2 separate regions of the Sus scrofa genome follow, and region 2 is linked to region 1. A link is a contact called in public Hi-C data. All regions are on one chromosome and are shown on one strand. The core of a region is the stretch at or near the end of the contact, and the rest is flanking DNA. Distances in the headings are between cores, read along the strand shown. Region 1 holds the start of LAPTM4A (lysosomal-associated transmembrane protein 4A). Region 2 holds the start of RHOB (ras homolog family member B).

Region 1 (3,170 bases), core at 437-2,936:
CCCCCACCCACTGCCCGCTACTCCTCTGCCTTTCCCAATCCTGCTTTTCTCCTCTTAACCCTACCAAGCAACAACCTTCCCATCGCCACCCAACCCCTCCGATTCCGAGACACTCTCCCCACCTCAAAGTTAGAGCCCACCCCCCCCGCAAAGAAGGTCCTCTACGCCTCCCGCCCCACCCCCTCCCAGTGGGAACACTCACTTCCTTTCGGACCAGCCCCCCTCCCACTTCCCACTCTTGGGCACTCCCCCCAGGGCTTCTATCCCCGCGCCTCGCCCGCCCTTACCATGTACCAGGTCCCCAGGATGATCGTCCCGGTGCGGACATGGCAACAGCCGCAGCACCGGGTGCTGTAGAACCGGTCGCTGCGGCTCCGCTTGAAAGTCATGGACACCATCGGGAAACTCGTGGGCCTCGTTCGTGGCCGGGCCCCTGACAAACGCCTTCCGCCCAGCGGTTGATACCAGACGGCTCTCTCAAAGCGTCCAAAACCAAACGACGCGTCTTCAAGCCAGCCCCCGGCCAGGGCCCCAGCCAAGAGGCTTCGCACCTGCGCACTGAGTACCGAGCGCCACTCTCGCGCGAGTTCCTTTTAGCCTTTTTCTCCACCTTTCCCGCACTCAGGCCAATAGAAGAGCGAAAAGCTGGGCGGACGCGGCCCTTGATTGGAAAAGCCTGGAGATTGACAAGACTCACGCCCAATCAGAATCGCAACTCGTCTTAGCACTAATAAATCCCCGCCTCTCACGTGAGGGCATGAGCTAGCTCGTCGGTCTAGAGGAGTTCTGGTTGGGGGCGAGGTCGGTAGTTCACCATTCCCAAGAGAAGCGTTTGATGGCAAAAAGGAGAGGCGAGATGAGGTGGGTGGCGGAAAGCCTGCACGAAGGACTTTTCTGAGTGACGTCTGCCACGTACCGCTTCCGAAGTGTCACGGGACAACAGCTGCTCACGTGACCTTTGCGCGCAGTTTGATTATTGGGCTGGTCAGGGGCGGGGCCTGTGAGGAAGGGGCGGGGCGGGGCTAATTCCCGCTCCGGGGCCTTTTCGACTGAAGAAATTCGGGACTTCCTGGAGGAGTAAGGTTAGGTTTCTGTTTTAACTCACACTGACGCCTCCATGGTAGAAGCAAAGAAATACCATTCCCTGCCAAGGGCAGCTAAGAAGGATTGAGAAAAATAGAAGCAAAATAAAGTGGAAGAACTGCTTAGCTCCTGGGTAATGATAGAGTGACGTTTATACGGAAAAATTATGAAACACAATGACACACAAGGAAACACAATTTCACAAAAATGGTGAAACACAGGGACCTAGGCGTTTTCCGTGAAAAACCAGCCATTGTCTGGCTCACTTTTCTGGGTATTCTGCATCTACAGGGGCTCTCCATCTTTCCTTGTGGAGCTAAGGGAGCAAAGAATGTCATCTGCCCATTTCAGTAAACAAAGGAAATTGTGGCATCAAGGCATCAGCCTCTGAAGCCACCACCAGTGGGTGGTACACCCTGAGGGGATTCAGGATAGCAGAAAAATAGGTTGCTGGCACTCGATGGTAAGGTGCATATCAAAGGGATAGTTTCAGTAAGCCTAGACTCTTGGATTTTACCATAAATGGAAAAGCCCTGTGATCTTGATGTTCTGACTACCTGGGATTTTTTTGTAAAAAACCGCTGTATATCCGCTGCTTCTTTACCTCTTTAGAACAGCCCCTGAGAGCTGTCTGAGAGAATGTCTCCTGGACTCAAGTCCTCAGTAAATCTGGCAAATAAAACATAGTTCTCAGCTTTTAGGTTGTGCATGGTTTTTTTGTTTTTTGGGTTTTTTTCAGTAGACATCTGTTCAACTCTAAATTGTAGATAACTGATAGCAAGAGGAAATATTCTTCTTGTCCATCAAACTTCTTGTTGAATTCCCCCTCCTTGGAAAAAGCCATTTTGCAGCTATTTGTAAATTCTTTTCCCAGTCCTGGTTTGAACAATGTAAGTAGTTACTTTATTGGTTCTTTAAACTGGTTCTTATATCTTACTGGTCCCCTTATTGATTAATTACTAAATAAGATCTTTGAGACTGTTCATTTTGTATTTGTATGAGACATGACTTTTAAGAAAATACATGGTTTTATTCTTTGGAAAGTACACTTGTGTTTAGAGGACAAAAATGGCAGTTCCTATTGTGACTCAATGGTAACAAACCTGACTAGTATTCATGAGGACACAGGTTCGATCCCTGGCCTCGCTCAGTGGTTTAAAGATCTGGTGTTGCTGTGAGCTATGGTGTAGGTCACAGACACAGCCTGGATCTGACATTGCTGTGGCTGTGGTGTAGGCCGGCAACTATGGAGCCCATTTAAACGATAGCCTGGGAACTTTCATGTCCCTCAGGTGTAGCCCTAAAGAGACCAAAAGAAAAAAAAAGAAAAAAAAGGTCTTCCCCTTTGCCATTCTTAGCTGAACACTGTGCTGAATTTAGTGTAAAGGTTATTGCGCTGGCATGGCTTCAGTGAATGCTGTCTGAAATTGTATATTGATTGTTGATTATTTATCTCCCCCACTAAAATGTTCATTCTAGAACAGCAGAGACTCTGCTTACTTCTCAGCACTGAAGGAATTGTCCACGCACAATTACCCTGCTTTGCATCATACTTTTAAACTTTCTGGGAGGCCATCCATAGTTAAGCCAAGCTACACTAAAGAATGGAATGAGGTGGTAGCAGTTTAACTCAGAATGAATTATGAATTTCTCCACTAATCAGGGAGTAGACTAATAATCCCCACCACACCAAAACAAATTGTTTTTCATAGCCCTTGCTATGTAGTATACATGTGTCCAATCACTTTATTTTGAATCATTTCATCTTCAAACACAACAAATCTATAAGGCAGGCACTTTGATGTTACTTGACTCAACAAAGAAGTTACATTACATGTCCAAAGTTACAAGGCCAGTATGTGCTGCAGCTGTGGCGCACTTCACAACTGCAGTGCAGGTTCAATGCCTGGCACAGGAACTTCCATGTGCTCAGGGTGCAAGAGGAGAAAAAGAAAGTCAGCCCTCACATTCATTATGGTAGAGGTGATATCTGCTATCACAGGGTAATAAAGGATGTTATGGAAGCACAATATGGAAAAGGAATATCTAACCTAGGAGTTCCCTGGTTGTTCAGTGAGTTAAGGATC
Region 2 (3,153 bases), core at 428-2,927, 380 kb after region 1:
TCCATGATTGGCCTGCCTCCTGAGTTTCAACTCTCTCTTTCCACTGAGGGTAGCCCCAGTAAGCTATTCTCTGTTCCTAGAATCTGTCCTACTCTTTGTCACATCTCTGCTTTGGTTCAAGCTCTTCCTCCTCCTTGGGTGGTCCTCCCTCCCTACCTCCATCCTTCTTCTCACCCCTTCTGTCCATTGGGACCCATCCACTCAGAAGCTTCTAGATCAGACACAGGTGCCATCTCCTACAGGATACAAGGAAGAGATGGATTAAGTCCTGGTGGATAGCAGGAGACTAGGAGCTAGCACCCCACTAGACACTGATTTGCTATGTCCCAGCCTTCAAGTTTCTCCTGCTACTCCCCAGGGGGACCTCAGCCTCTTCTAGCCCAGTGGGGTGGGGGTGGGGATTTGGATTTTATTGTACTGTTTACCTCAGGCAGTTCTCTGCCTTATGACCAGGATCCGAATTAATCTTGAAATCCAGGGCTGAGGCTGCCTTTTTCTGCTTGGTAACTTCTTCCCAGCGGACCTCAAGTTCTGCAACCAACCTCGACCTTCCCTTTTCACCGTCCCTCCTTCTCCGAATCTTTACCTAAAGACCTAGGCTGGGTGCCGAGAAGGGGGTAGGCGATAGGACTTGGAGGAGCCAGAAGCTCGGCCCAGGGTCACCTAATTTACAGCCACCATCTCTAAGATCCAAACCCCGGGCTGCTCTAGGCGGGTACCCTGGTGGAAGGACAGGGATGGCAGACTCGACCAGGGGTGGGCCCGCTTCTGAAAGAAAAGGGAAAAGACCTTGCTTGGGAACAAACGAATGTGTGTGTGCGCGCGCGTTCACTTAAAAACAAAACCAAGTTAAAGGAACCGCTCGGTCCCCCACAGGTCCGACCACCCGCTGGGAGTTTGCGAAGCCAGCGCGGCAATTTTGAGTGGGAGGGAGTCGTTAACGCCCCACAAAGTGCGGCTTCTTTCTGAACCTCTCGTCCAGGCCCTGCGGGCTCCTGGTAGCTAGCTCTTGGCCTCCCGCCCCACGCGCAGAAGCTGCGGCGAAGGAGGGAACCCTGGTGTCGCCGGAGCCCCGCAGCGCCAGCCGCGGCGCACGCTCCCCGGTCGCCGCCTCTCCCAGCCCCGCGGCCTGGGCCGTCAATCAAGCTCGCCCGGCCCCGCCCCTGGGCTGCAGCGGACGGCCAATCAGAGCCAAGCTCCGCAGCGATGAGCTCAGTCGGCTCGCTTGCCATTGGGCGGCTATATTAAGAAAGTCGCCGAACTCTTTAAATAGCGGGCGCTAGGGCCGCAGCCTGCATCTGCCACCGCAGTCTGCCTGCTTTCGTTCGTTTTCCTGTACCTTTGCTGAGGCCTAGAGCGACCCGGGAGGAAGCTAGGCCGGGTCTGCTACTCTAGTCACCGTTTGCGCACAAAGGCGCCAACCCCGGATCCGGGGCGAGGAGGGCCGCCACCGCTCCGGAGCAGCGCGGAGACGTACGGTGCGCCCTATGCTCCCGCGCCCCTACCGCCCACGCCGCGGCTTCCTGAGCACAGCGAGAGAACGCGCCACCCCGGGGCCTGGGTGCAGCTAGCGACCCTTGCCCCTAGCGCGCAGCCCGAGGTGAGCAGTGAGCGGCCAGCGGGACGGCAGCGAGGCGTTCGCGGGCCCCCTCTTGCTGCCCGGGCCCGGCCCGCTCATGGCGGCCATCCGCAAGAAGCTGGTGGTGGTGGGCGACGGCGCGTGCGGCAAGACGTGCCTGCTGATCGTGTTCAGTAAGGACGAGTTCCCTGAGGTGTACGTGCCCACAGTCTTTGAGAACTATGTGGCCGACATCGAAGTGGACGGCAAGCAGGTGGAGCTGGCGCTGTGGGACACAGCGGGCCAGGAGGACTACGATCGCCTGCGGCCGCTCTCCTACCCGGACACCGACGTGATCCTTATGTGCTTCTCGGTGGACAGCCCGGATTCCCTGGAGAACATCCCCGAGAAGTGGGTGCCCGAGGTGAAGCACTTCTGCCCCAACGTGCCCATCATCCTGGTGGCCAACAAGAAAGACCTGCGCAGCGACGAGCACGTCCGCACTGAGCTGGCCCGCATGAAGCAGGAACCCGTGCGCACGGATGACGGCCGCGCCATGGCCGTGCGCATCCAAGCCTACGACTACCTCGAGTGCTCTGCCAAGACCAAGGAGGGCGTGCGCGAGGTCTTCGAGACGGCCACGCGAGCCGCGCTGCAGAAACGCTACGGCTCCCAGAACGGCTGCATCAACTGCTGCAAGGTGCTATGAGGGCCGCGCCCGCCTGCCTGCCCCTGCGGGCACGGCTCCCCCACCCCGGCCGGTCCCCCACGAGGCCGGAGAAGGGAGACCCGCGCCCCCCCCACGGACCCCACCGGACGGCCTGGCGTCTGCCCTCCGGACCCGCAGCCGTGGCCTGGCGGCTGTGGCTCTGGCGCCGGGAATCGGCGCGGTAGGCACCGGGCGCCCCCTTTCCAAGTGTCTGTGTGCGTCCCGCTGTGTTGCACAGGCCTGGGCGCCCCGCTGAGTGCCAAGGGATCCCCGAAGACCCTGTTCTGAAGAGCCAAGCCTCTTCGGAGGGTGTGGCTGTGTGTATGTTCAACTCCCCCCGCCCCGTTTTTGCCCCACGCCCGCCTCTGCTACCCCGAGGCGAGCTTGGCCCCGGGGTGCGGCCGCGCCCCATCATCAGATGTTCTCCCATAACCAGCGAGCGCCTGCTATGCCCCTGTCTGTAACATAGACCACGGGAACTGCGGGAGGGGAGGGCTGGGGTGGATGGGGTGTTATATAAATATAGATATAATTTTATTTTCGGAGGTAGGATGGTGTTATTTAATGGTGGCGGTGGGTGGAGTGACAGGACTTGAGAACAGCTCCGGCCCAGCCTGGGTCAGGCGTCCATCCAGGCACGAACAAGACTTGGCCATCTTTCCAACTCCTGGGAAAGACATTTGCAACTAACTGACTTGGGGCTGAGAGGACACAGCTTCCAGACTCATGTCTCCTGCGGGCCAGCCAGGGAGAACCCCTCATCAGCCACAGGCAGGAGGAGGGAAAGTGTGCTGCAGGTTGTTTTTTTGCCATAAGCGAACTTTGTGCCTGTCCTACAAGTGAAATTTGTTCAGTCCAAGAAACTGATGTTATTTGATTTATTTAA

What was found. A called contact is a pair of places that touch in the nucleus more often than the background predicts.
Region 2: a contact with region 1 is called in a Hi-C map of liver, with 4 times the contacts expected there. The contact joins the promoter of RHOB here to the promoter of LAPTM4A in region 1. A contact is called at or near these places in 2 of 47 Hi-C or Micro-C datasets (heart right ventricle and liver) and 2 of 2 datasets of contacts at active chromatin or transcription factors (alveolar macrophages and skeletal muscle).

Annotation. Positions count from the first base shown.
Region 1 is chr3:118,150,382-118,153,551 of Sscrofa11.1, reverse strand. It overlaps LAPTM4A (lysosomal-associated transmembrane protein 4A), which reads right to left and starts at 1,686. Exons shown (of 7, transcript XM_005662724.3): 1 at 288-1,686. The coding sequence starts at 398.
Region 2 is chr3:117,773,984-117,777,136 of Sscrofa11.1, reverse strand. It overlaps RHOB (ras homolog family member B), which reads left to right and starts at 1,677. Exons shown (of 1, transcript NM_001123189.1): 1 at 1,677-2,267. The coding sequence starts at 1,677. The coding sequence ends at 2,267.